Regions from separate parts of the Gasterosteus aculeatus genome. Here region 2 is linked to region 1. Evidence: chromatin contacts called from public Hi-C data. All regions are on one chromosome and are shown on one strand. Each heading gives the region's core, a stretch centred on a gene start, on an enhancer-like site or on the middle of the called end of the contact. The rest is flanking DNA. Distances are from core to core; before and after follow the strand shown. Region 1 overlaps afdna (afadin, adherens junction formation factor a). Region 2 holds the start of ptrhd1 (peptidyl-tRNA hydrolase domain containing 1).

Region 1 (5,282 bases), core at 1,534-4,033:
CGTTAAGGCAGATAAAGACAAAGAGCGTGCAACCTCTTCCCAAACGCCACTCACTCAGCTGACCGTAACAGAGACATTGAAACGACAGCAACCATACAGCAATGACAACAAGAGACGAAAGGAATTAAATGCAAAGGTAATGGAATTCATATGCCTTGATCAGCAGCCACTGTCTGTTGTGGAAGACGCCGGGTTCAAACGCCTTGTATCCTGCTTGGATCCACGCTATACGCTGCCGGGCCGAAAATACCTAACTGACGTTTGTCTGCCGGAATTATACCGAAATGTCTACACGCACATCGAGAGCCTTATGAAGGACAACATCAGGGCAGTTAGCTTCACGAGTGACATTTGGAGTTCGAGTGTCTGTCCTGTGTCTATGCTGAGCCTAACTGCGCAGTTTAGCAGCACGAGTCGTCCTCTCCGCACCTTGTACAAGTGTAGATAGCGAGCGACTTTTCAGCACAGCAGGACATATTTTAGATGAGAAGAGGAACAGGTTGACTCCTAAAAATGCTGAGATGCTTATATTTATCAAGGCAAATCTGCCAGTGATGCTGCTTAATCAGAAGTAAGGTTTGAATACTCTAGTATGCCCCCTCTCCGAGTGAGTTGAGTGAGTGAAGTATGTGAGTGAGTGAGACACTATACAGATAGATATACATGTTTTGTTTAATTGCTGACTTCCTGTGCACCTTTAATCTTTATTCTGTCTGTTAGCTCCTATAAGCTCCAAGTTCTATTGAGAGCCTCTAGAGAGTGGAATGTTGCACATGTTATTCTATTGTTGTGATTTTCATTTAAAGATTTATATTTTTATTATTGTTTTAATATTGATTATTATTTACACATTTTATAGTAAGCGAGAGAGCTTTTCTACATTGGAATGTTGCACGTTCCCTGCAATAAAACGGATGGTTGTCAATTCATGATACTCTCTCGTCTCGTAATTTAAATACTTAAAATACAAAACCAATGTTCTTAAGAATAATTCATTTCATAAATAATGCTACACAATAAATAGAATGCTAAAATTGACACCGTGATCGGTATTATCGGATCGGCAGATACTGATTTCAGTGATCGGTGATCGGCACCAAAAAACCTGATCGGAGCATCTCTACAGATTATGTTTCTTGCCAGACTTCCGATGCCAAATAGCTGTGTGCTCACAAAAATAAATTGGGCCTTTTCAGACAAATTGCATCTCTAATCGCTCCAAACATTGTGATGAGTGTCCTGCTCAAATGAACGAGGTATCGGTGTAAGTTTGTACAGCAGAACATTGCAAAGTAGCCCAGACAACCACAAGGATCCACTTCCAGCAATTCAGGCTTTTACTCCAGACTGAGGTGACACTGCTCAAAGCGACAGACAGTGTTACTCCACAGAGTACACTAAAGTTTCTTTAACTTCAAAAATGAAGATGAGAGTAAGAAAAGCTACACAGTTGTTGAGTATACCATTTGACCCTGAGAAGGCTGGTTAGGTGGTCTGATTAATGTACAATTGGGCATTATTGAAGAATCAGATCAAACCAGCTGTAAACACGGGCATTGCCAGTTTATCAAGATGCGGCGGTCGCTGTGTCATCACTGTATTTACACATTAATCTAATGATTAACTCCCGGAGGCAATATCTTGCCCTTTAGCAGCCAGATCTTAGCCACGAGTAACCCACATCATCTTACATTCGCTCTGTGCCGGCGGGAATGGAAACAGATGCCAGTGGCTGCTGAAAGGCCACAAGCAGAAAAGATGTGGGCCACCAGCAAAGATGGAAAGACCCGAGAGACGATACGACGCTGCTACTCTGACCTGACCGTGAGCGTACAGAGAGTCATTGTTATCTGTCGGTTTATCGCCACCAAGGGGACATTTATCACACACACACACACACACTCACACTCACACTCACACTCACACTCATTACTGGTATATTAACCAAATCAATTTGACAGTTTTGTACCTTTTTGGTCCACTTCAGAGTTTAAAATAGGTATCGCTCCCCGGTACAGAAAAGCCGCTCTACAATCTGCCATTGAATTTAAACAAACAACACTTGAGAAAAGTTCCACCGTAGATCTCAAAATCCTTAAAAGAAACCAGGACACACGCTATACAAGAGAAACCAAAATACTTCTACTCCTTTGAAAGAAGCCATTCATGCAGAGCCGCACAGAGCGGTGAGTTAAGGCGTCAGTTACTTACAGCGCTCACACCTCTCTTTCGCCTGCTCTCAGTCATCCATTGAGTCATTAGAAGCCATTCAATTCCAGTTCAAAACCTTTTATTCTGGTCTTTTCCTCATCGTCAGCCGGCTCACATACTTCCTTCTCCTCTTATCGGGTGTGCTCCCCCTTCCTTTCTCCTGTCAAGTGTGTGTACCGACAGCGAGCGGGAGGGAGGCCACACCCTGCGCCATGTAGTTCGGATTAGATGGCAGCCCGCTTGCCATAACCCCAGACCTCCGCTCTTCCTCTCATTTCCTCATTATCCCCACCGGTGCAACCCAGAGGCTTCCCTCCTCCCCCTTTTCCTTCCCCTTCATCTACCTCGCTCGGCCCGCCAACTCCCAAACCGCATCTACTCCTCCCTTCATCTACAACAACACCCTCTCCTCTGGAATAGTGGGGGAATGAACGGTGCGTTAAGCGCCGAACGCCTCCTCACCCGGACTTGTGTCGGCTCCTCATCATGGCGGCCGTCTCTCTCTTCCCGCCCTGGTCGAACATCGGGTCCACGAACTTAAAGACGTGCACTGAGCCGAACTGGAGGGTGGAGCCCGAACGCAGCACCGTGGTCTCGTTGAGTCGCTGCCCGTCCACGAAGGTGTCGGCGTCTGGGCCGTGAGGCGTCACGGTCACCATGCCCTCGCTGTGCATGAGGTTGCAGTGGTGGGGCAGGATCCCCGGGCCGAGCAGCTGGAGGCAAACAAGGGCAAGCGGGTCACCACAAAGCAGCTTGCGCATTACAACAGGTGTTCTGTGAGCTGTTGCAGTGCATCCTAATTGCTTTTTTTTTTTTAAATGTAAGTTAAGATTCTAAATGAGTTTACCCAAGAAATCCTATGAAATGTAGTTCTGTGCTTCCCAAAAAGATATTCAAACAGAATTCAGCTAAGTTTGATTTCTCCTGAGAAAGCATGACTTTTTTAGTACTGTAATTTGATTAGTGTGGGCACTGAAATCAGTTTGGCTCCTCTATGTTAATCTACACATGACTCCATGTTATGATGTTGGAGCCATGTGAGAGTTGCACAGGGATCTAAAGTTTCCTTTTATGGGTCAAAAGTGGGGCGTTTGTTGTTTGGTTGTCTTACCCATGTGCCTTCTGGGGTGGGGGAAAGAAGGAGGGGATTTTTCAAAGACTGGAGGGGCAAATAAGAGCCCTTTTGTCAAGCAGATGAAAGTCATAAAATACATAGATAATCTCAGCTAAACCCGTATGATTCATGTCCAGTAGATCTCCAGCAGTCCGCAAATCTCGATGATTTGCTGTTATACATAAAATCTGAATTTGAACACATACATTCACTGACATTGACTCAACATCAGCGTTTTTGTGACGTAGTTACCTGGATGGCTCCGTCCTCCGTGCAGTCCGAGCCGACCTCGGTGACGCTTTGCTGAAGCCGGTAGAGCTTTGGTTTGTCGCGGGAGTCGGACCCGTCTAGACGCGCACACAAACACATCCAAACACTCACATTTAGCACCGGGCGTCTGCTCACTCATATTGCTTATCAACTGTCCCCACACAGTTGACAGGAGTACAGCGGGTACAACGTGACAAAAATAAAACGGTGGGTGGCTGGTTAGGTTATTGATTATTAGTAAACAGGAGTTTAGTTAAAAGCAAAGCGGCATATTAGTTCACCAGAAAAAAAGGGGAAAGATTGGCTGCGCTGATAAAAGACCATGAAAACCTCAGAACAAACTATAAAAATAATCCAAAAGAAAATGTAACAAGGCTACCAGGACAGCCTAGCTTCTACTTCCATCGAATGAGGTTCATTAGGAAGCGGGCTGCATGATCACATCCGTTATGGTTACAATGTATCTACGACAGACCGCCGTGAAATCAGGTTCAATAACAATGGGCTCCAAGTTCTACTACTACTTTACTACTCCAAAATTGCTGCGTCATTTTTGGTTTTCTACATCGTGTCTTAAAAGCATTTGATGTTACTCTGAGAAAATGCTATGTTATATGTCTCAGTAAAAATGACAATAACATGTGTGCATATGAAGCGTCAAATTGTAAAAAGATTTTGATAATGAAAATATGTAGTTAATATTTTTAATTTGATGTCATATCCACATCCTCATAAGGTGGTTGCCGAGCAGCTATATCCTGTGAATTGGTGCAGCTCTCTTACAGCCTACCGTTAGCTTGGCACTTGCCAACTGGCGTTTGTCTTCATACTTAAAACATAATCATTAAAGTACATTTGTGAAGAGTCTTCTGCTTCGCGACGGAGCTCGTTTCAAAATAATAAAAAATCCCTCCCAAAAAATCGTGGCCTTTTGTCTGGGGAACCAAGAGGATGCTTAAGCAGGGAAAAAGGGATTATTGCACCCCCTCCTAACAATCCGATCAGCCATTGCAACAGACACAGAGGAGGTGTGGTGGAATTATTTTACCTTCGTGGTGCCGATAGGCGTAGTAGGCATAGTGATTCCCTCGGCCTAGGCAAACAGGCACGCAGGTAGAAGGACACATGCGCAAGACACCACACACACACACACACACACACGCGCGCGCACGCACGCACACACACACACAAACACCATGCCATAAAAAGGTGGGGAAGAAAACAGACACATAGCAGAGGGTGAAAATGCAGCAAGGAGGAAAAATGCAGCATTACCTTGTTAACCAGTTAATTGGATGGAGGCATTCACACACTTATCAAAGCCACACCTATCATCAAAATTGGTCATCAAGGATGGAGGGACCCCACACACACACACACACACACACACACACACACACACACACACACACACACACACACACACACACACAGTCTCAGAACCAATCATATTAGAAGAACCACCAAAGCAATTTCCCATCTTTTCCACAGACTGGGACCCCTATCAAAGGGAATGTAGTAGATGTGTTGGGACATCGTGGACCAGAGTACGGTCTCAGCACTACAGTTTACTGCTGAGAAGAAGCCCCGGATAAGTTAATGACATAACGCATGAGACACATGAGGAGGGAGCTCAAGAGAGAGGGATCAGTAGCGGGAAACAAGCCGTTAGGGCTGGTCATACTTA
Region 2 (5,282 bases), core at 1,583-4,082, 120 kb after region 1:
CCGTAAATCACTGCAGAGGGTGGTGAAAACTGCCCAACGCATCCTCACTCCCCACCATTGAGGCTGTTCAAAGCAAGAGATGTCTGCGGAGGGCACGCAGCATCGAAAAGGACAGCTCTCACCCCAGCCACAGACTGTTTGCCCTCCTCCCCTCTGGGAGGCGTTACAGGGTGCTCCATTCCCGGACCAGCAGTGCAGGAACAGCTTCATCCCTGCGGCTGTCATTCTACTGAACTCTGCCCCCCACCCCGACACACACCTCCCTCAGTGACTGTACTTCCCCGCTCCACCCTGGCTTGACTGCCACACACCCTCCTCCAGCCACTGAACATTTGCACCAGAATGTTTTTTTCTACCACTTATTACTGTATTAATCGTACTTATACCTACAATACCTCTTAAATATAATATTACTAATACCTCGTTCACTTCATCTCACTTATTACCACCACTAATACTTACACCTGCACTTTACATATACTTATCATACCTACACTTCTTACCTCAATTGCTGCTATTCTTGTCCCAATTACTGTTCATATTGCATATCTATTTCTTACTGTACATATCTATTTATTCACTTATTACACTTTACATATGCACATACTCTAACACTTTTTGCTATTTTGCACTTCTGGTTGGATGCTAAACTGCATTTTGTTGCCTCAGTACACCTCTGTGCAATGACAATAAAGTTAAATCTAATCTAATCTAAAAACTACTTTCCAGACGGGGGAAATGAAGAGTGTAGTTACTCCGTTGTTCACACAGGCAGACGATGATGGGGCCGAACGTCATTTAAAAAACCCTTTATTACCCTTTGAAGACACACTCATGAATCTTATTCTAATAATAATTTTGACACAAACATCCAGGCAAAAAGCTTGAGATTCCATTTCACAGGCGGAACAAATCGGCACTGAATGTATTCCAGAGAGTTCATGACCTAGATTACAGACTTGATGCTTAGTAAGTTTGTCCTTGTAATTTTAACGCAAAGTCGCACACTGTAATACAGCGCATTATGAATATGTAACACTGTGTATAAACATGAAGCCGTACTCTGTAACAGAGCTACCCATTTGAGAATATCCTGTTACAACAGCAATAGAATATTCCTAACAGAATTGTTCCTGTGTGGTACTCCAGATGGATGATCTGTGCAGGTTCATTGTATGAAAACTAGTAAGGGGGTAAAACTATAATGCTGTTAAAAGTATGCTGAGAATGTGAGCAATTATTTGACCGAAAAACCCTTCACAGATTTACCGCAAACCCTCGAAGAGAGCAATACCATTTTTTGTAGCTGTAAGTAAAATGCATTCTTGCTGCATTATTGATATGTTTACATAGTTGTCTTTATGCAACATCGACGATATGTATTACTTATCAATTGCCTCATTAACATGATTGCAAAACAAATGCTGTGTGCTTTTTTGCCGCTTAGTGGTGGAGAAAACAACTTAATATTTTCCGACTTTAATCTTTGACACAACAGTCCAATCTTGGACACAACAGGTGTTTGGATTCACTGAGATGGAGATCTTTAAAAGGTGAAATGATATTACGGACATGCACTGTAATGCACAGCTGGCTGATCTTTTTTGGTCCAAGGCATTCATTTGAAGAGTTTGAACTTGCGCAGCAGCGGCTGGACTGTCTCTTTCTGACATGGCTTCAGAGCCAAGCAGGTGGGGATGTTCTCCGGTTGTTCGATCCACAGCTTATGGGCCACCCCGGCCTGTGTAAGATTCTCTGATAACCCGGAAAGGGCAGCCTCGTCTGGAGCCTGGAAGGAAATCCATTACAGATGTGGACAGTAAGCCAGGCTACTAAATATACAGGAACATTCATAGAATGACCACAAACTGCCATTACTTCACAACTAATTACAGTGCTCCATGTGAGGGAATACGTTGATATAAAACCGTAAGTCTACTTATATTTGTTCATTCCTGTATATATAGACTAGTTGAATTGTTAGAATTCTACTATGTACTATTTGGCAGGGAGGGTTTCATCTTATAATAGATTACATTAGAGTTTCATTAGATTTATATTGACAATACATATACAATATCATTATCTATTATTTGGTTTCTCTAAAAACGGTTAGATAAGTTAATTGAATCTTCAATGAAGCGATACCATACTCCATTATAAATGCCATCGTTTAGATTGATTTCATCGTTAGGACACATATATAAAAGCAAGAGGGCAATTCCATCTTTTATGAAATATATTCTCAAGGAGTTTTAATTCGGCTCTCATTTCATAGTTCAGACAGAACTTTGCGAGCTTTTTGCTTTAACGTTACGTGTGGTTCTATAAATGACATCGCTCACCTTAAACCACGTTAGCAACAGCGTGAACGACATTAAGTCGGTTTTAGAACTCACAAAGTCGATCAATACGACCAAACCAGAACAGGTATCACGTGTTGTCAATGTCACACACGTTGTAATAAACTATTCAACCATCGTGCAAAGTAAAGCGAGGGATATTTGTAGGGAGTGTGGCGCTCACCCCCAGCACCACTTTGTGCATGGCGTCCAGCTCGGCGAGGTACCGCTGTGTGTCCGGGTCCCCGTAGTGCAGGTGGATGGCAGCCGTAGCGGCGTGACACGCCTGAGTTATCACGGCTCCCAGGGGCCAGGACAGCTTGTGGACCAGATCCGACCGGACGACAACATACTGGACCAGCCGGCCAGGAGACCCGGCTCCTGTTACTGCTGCCATCTTCCAGCCCGAACAGGAAGCCAACCCAGGTCCGGGTTTGTTTATCTTCCTGTTCAGCCAATGTCGTTTATTGTTAAATCATATTGACACGTTCCTGCCCTCTGCTGGTGATTTCAATAAATCAACAAATCGTTGTCTCTTAAAGCCGAGCATAAGATCATTTTAATAAATGGATGATATATATTATGTTTAGAAAATCGTCCTTCCTTTATGTCCTCTCCCACGTTAAAATACAAACATATAGATACAATTACTTCATAATTCCTAATACTTTACTTTAATTAGATTTACATTATTTAATATAATTACGAAAAGGGGGTTCAGTGTACTGATTGTATTACAGTATTACAAAGCGACAGCAGTTATCTCTTTTTAAAATATATTTTGATACATTTCCGGAAGAAGTGTGGAAGTTCACTGCTGGCAAAACTAGGGCTGCAACAACAAACCGTTGAAATCGCTAAAATTCGATTATTAAAAGCGTTGGCAACGGATTTTATTATCGATTTGTTGTGTCGCGCGATTATTACGCCACCCAATGAGTTGCGGCTTGGTAACGTCCCAGACATTGTTTTCCAACCTTTTTTAGTTGCATTAAATACTTTAGTTTTCACGTTATTGGGTCTGAAAGTCGCTGGACGTTCCCATTGGTTTCCCAAAACTCAGGGCAGAGAGGGTGCGCCACAAATGCAATGTAAGTCGCTTTGGATAAAAGCGTCACCTAAATGACCTCTAATGTAATGTAACATAAAATATGTTTTTTCCTCCTTTATGTTTTTTATTAATGAACCTTAAGTATGCAGGGTATACTATTTTTCTGGTTATTTTGAGGTCGTTTTTTTTTTTATGTCCCTGGCTTGGTAACATGCCATTTTAAATTCATCTCATAGCACTTGGTTGTTTTTAGCTGTACTTAGATGGGGTGTATACATTTACTTAACTTGCTCTACAATGATGGTAATAAGTTAAAGAATAAGCTTGTGAACATGGGGGTGTGTTTGTAAGTGAGAGTTTGTGAGTGTAGTATAGAGAACAAGACGTTAAAACAAATCCTTTATTTTTTATAAATTACTATGTACAAGGAGCAACCTGTACTTTCTGAAGTATTTTTGCAATGTGAATTTGCAGTTCTGTTTTACAATAAAGGGTTGTAAATTAAAGGTTTTTAATGCTGTTTTTTTTTCTGATTCATCGATTAATCAAAGAAATAATCGGCTGATTAATCGATTATCAAACTAATCGTTAGTTGCAGCCCTAGGCAAAACCATTGAGCAAGCACAAGAGAAATCTCTTGTTAAGCTGCAAGTTAATATTCAAGAGCACCCAGATCTACAAGTGTAAATACAGTAAATACAAAACATTACATTTGACATGATGTTTGTAATGTGCCACTGTTGGGTAAACATCAGAGCTTCGTTGTTGAAGCTTTGCCCTCATGTTCGTAAGTCTCTTGCTGAGAGCGCAGTCCAGTTAATCAATGCTGTTAGACCAAATTCCCCAACAGCCTGCCTCTTCTTAGTGTTTCATCAGCCTTGTTCTATAAAAATAAAATGCTTTGATAGTTGCTCTCATATTCACACATATTCTGAGAAAAAAGTATTTTTGGCATTTGTGATCTTCCATAATCTGGCATCCCCTAAAATCCTGAGAAAGTAAACCCCAGATTCATCCAAAAAAATGACAACTGTACACAAGTAAATGTCACAATAATTTATTAAGCATACACATTATAATATAAATATAAAATATGCTATTTTTGTTTTTAAAATTGGTGAGACATCATTATATCTGTGTTGAGACAGACGACCATACAAACAGGTTTTAATATTCTACCAAAATCTGCTATGCAGCTGTAACAAACTTGCCACGATGGTGCCGTCCTAAAATCAGAGCCTGTATTCACAGAGCATATCAGAGAAGTGTAACTGATCTAGGATCAGGTTCCATGTAAAACTTCACCATAAATGAGGAGGCAAGCTGGTCTTAGATCAGCACTCCTAGTCTAAGATGCTGGATGCAGTGGCCCACATACAGAGAGAGAGAGAGAGAGAGAGAGAGAGAGAGAGAGAGAGAGAGAGAGAGAGAGAGAGAGAGAGAGCACAATAACCTACCGTATATTTCTTTATATAGATATATTTCTTACCGTAGTCCAACAATGGCAATTAGCAGCATGAAAATGCATCACTCGTTTTTTTTCCTACTTTTAAATCAACCGCAAAAATTAGTTAGGAAGTAAAAGAAATAAAAGAAACATCGAACATACTGATGATCATTTGTCACTGTACTAAGAGAAACTCGTCCAAAGTGAAACAATCAGAGACAATCAAACAATCAAATCAGATCAGAGTAATGGCGTTTGACGGTCCGGATCCGGGTTCAATTCAGCTTCACCTCAGTCAACTGCAGGAAGCTGATGATCTGGACCTTTTCTCCACATGAACGCCAGCCAGTTCTCAATGAAAAGCCATTCTCAAACCATGACTTATAGCTTCAGCTGACTGAACCCAAAGTGAATTGATTCCCCCCCAAAAACTCAATGGCAA

What was found. A called contact is a pair of places that touch in the nucleus more often than the background predicts.
Region 2: a contact with region 1 is called in a Hi-C map of skeletal muscle, with 4 times the contacts expected there. The contact joins the promoter of ptrhd1 here to the enhancer-like site in region 1. A contact is called at or near these places in 2 of 6 Hi-C or Micro-C datasets (skeletal muscle and whole body).

What each region holds. Positions count from the first base shown.
Region 1 is chr18:5,206,483-5,211,764 of fGasAcu3.hap1.1, forward strand. It overlaps afdna (afadin, adherens junction formation factor a), which reads right to left. Exons shown (of 40, transcript XR_013453327.1): 9 at 4,644-4,688; 10 at 3,578-3,672; 11 at 2,674-2,924. Among protein-coding and RNA genes, the nearest start is that of LOC120812025, 6.1 kb to the right of the region's middle. Within about 2 kb of position 2,784, at least 1 of the 9 cell types and tissues checked has open chromatin away from gene starts, as enhancers often do.
Region 2 is chr18:5,323,762-5,329,043 of fGasAcu3.hap1.1, forward strand. ptrhd1 (peptidyl-tRNA hydrolase domain containing 1) reads right to left here and starts at 2,833. Exons shown (of 2, transcript XM_040161195.2): 1 at 2,527-2,833; 2 at 794-1,789. The coding sequence starts at 2,739. The coding sequence ends at 1,619. It overlaps fam184ab (family with sequence similarity 184 member Ab), which reads right to left. Exons shown (of 21, transcript XM_040160480.2): 21 at 4,435-5,282.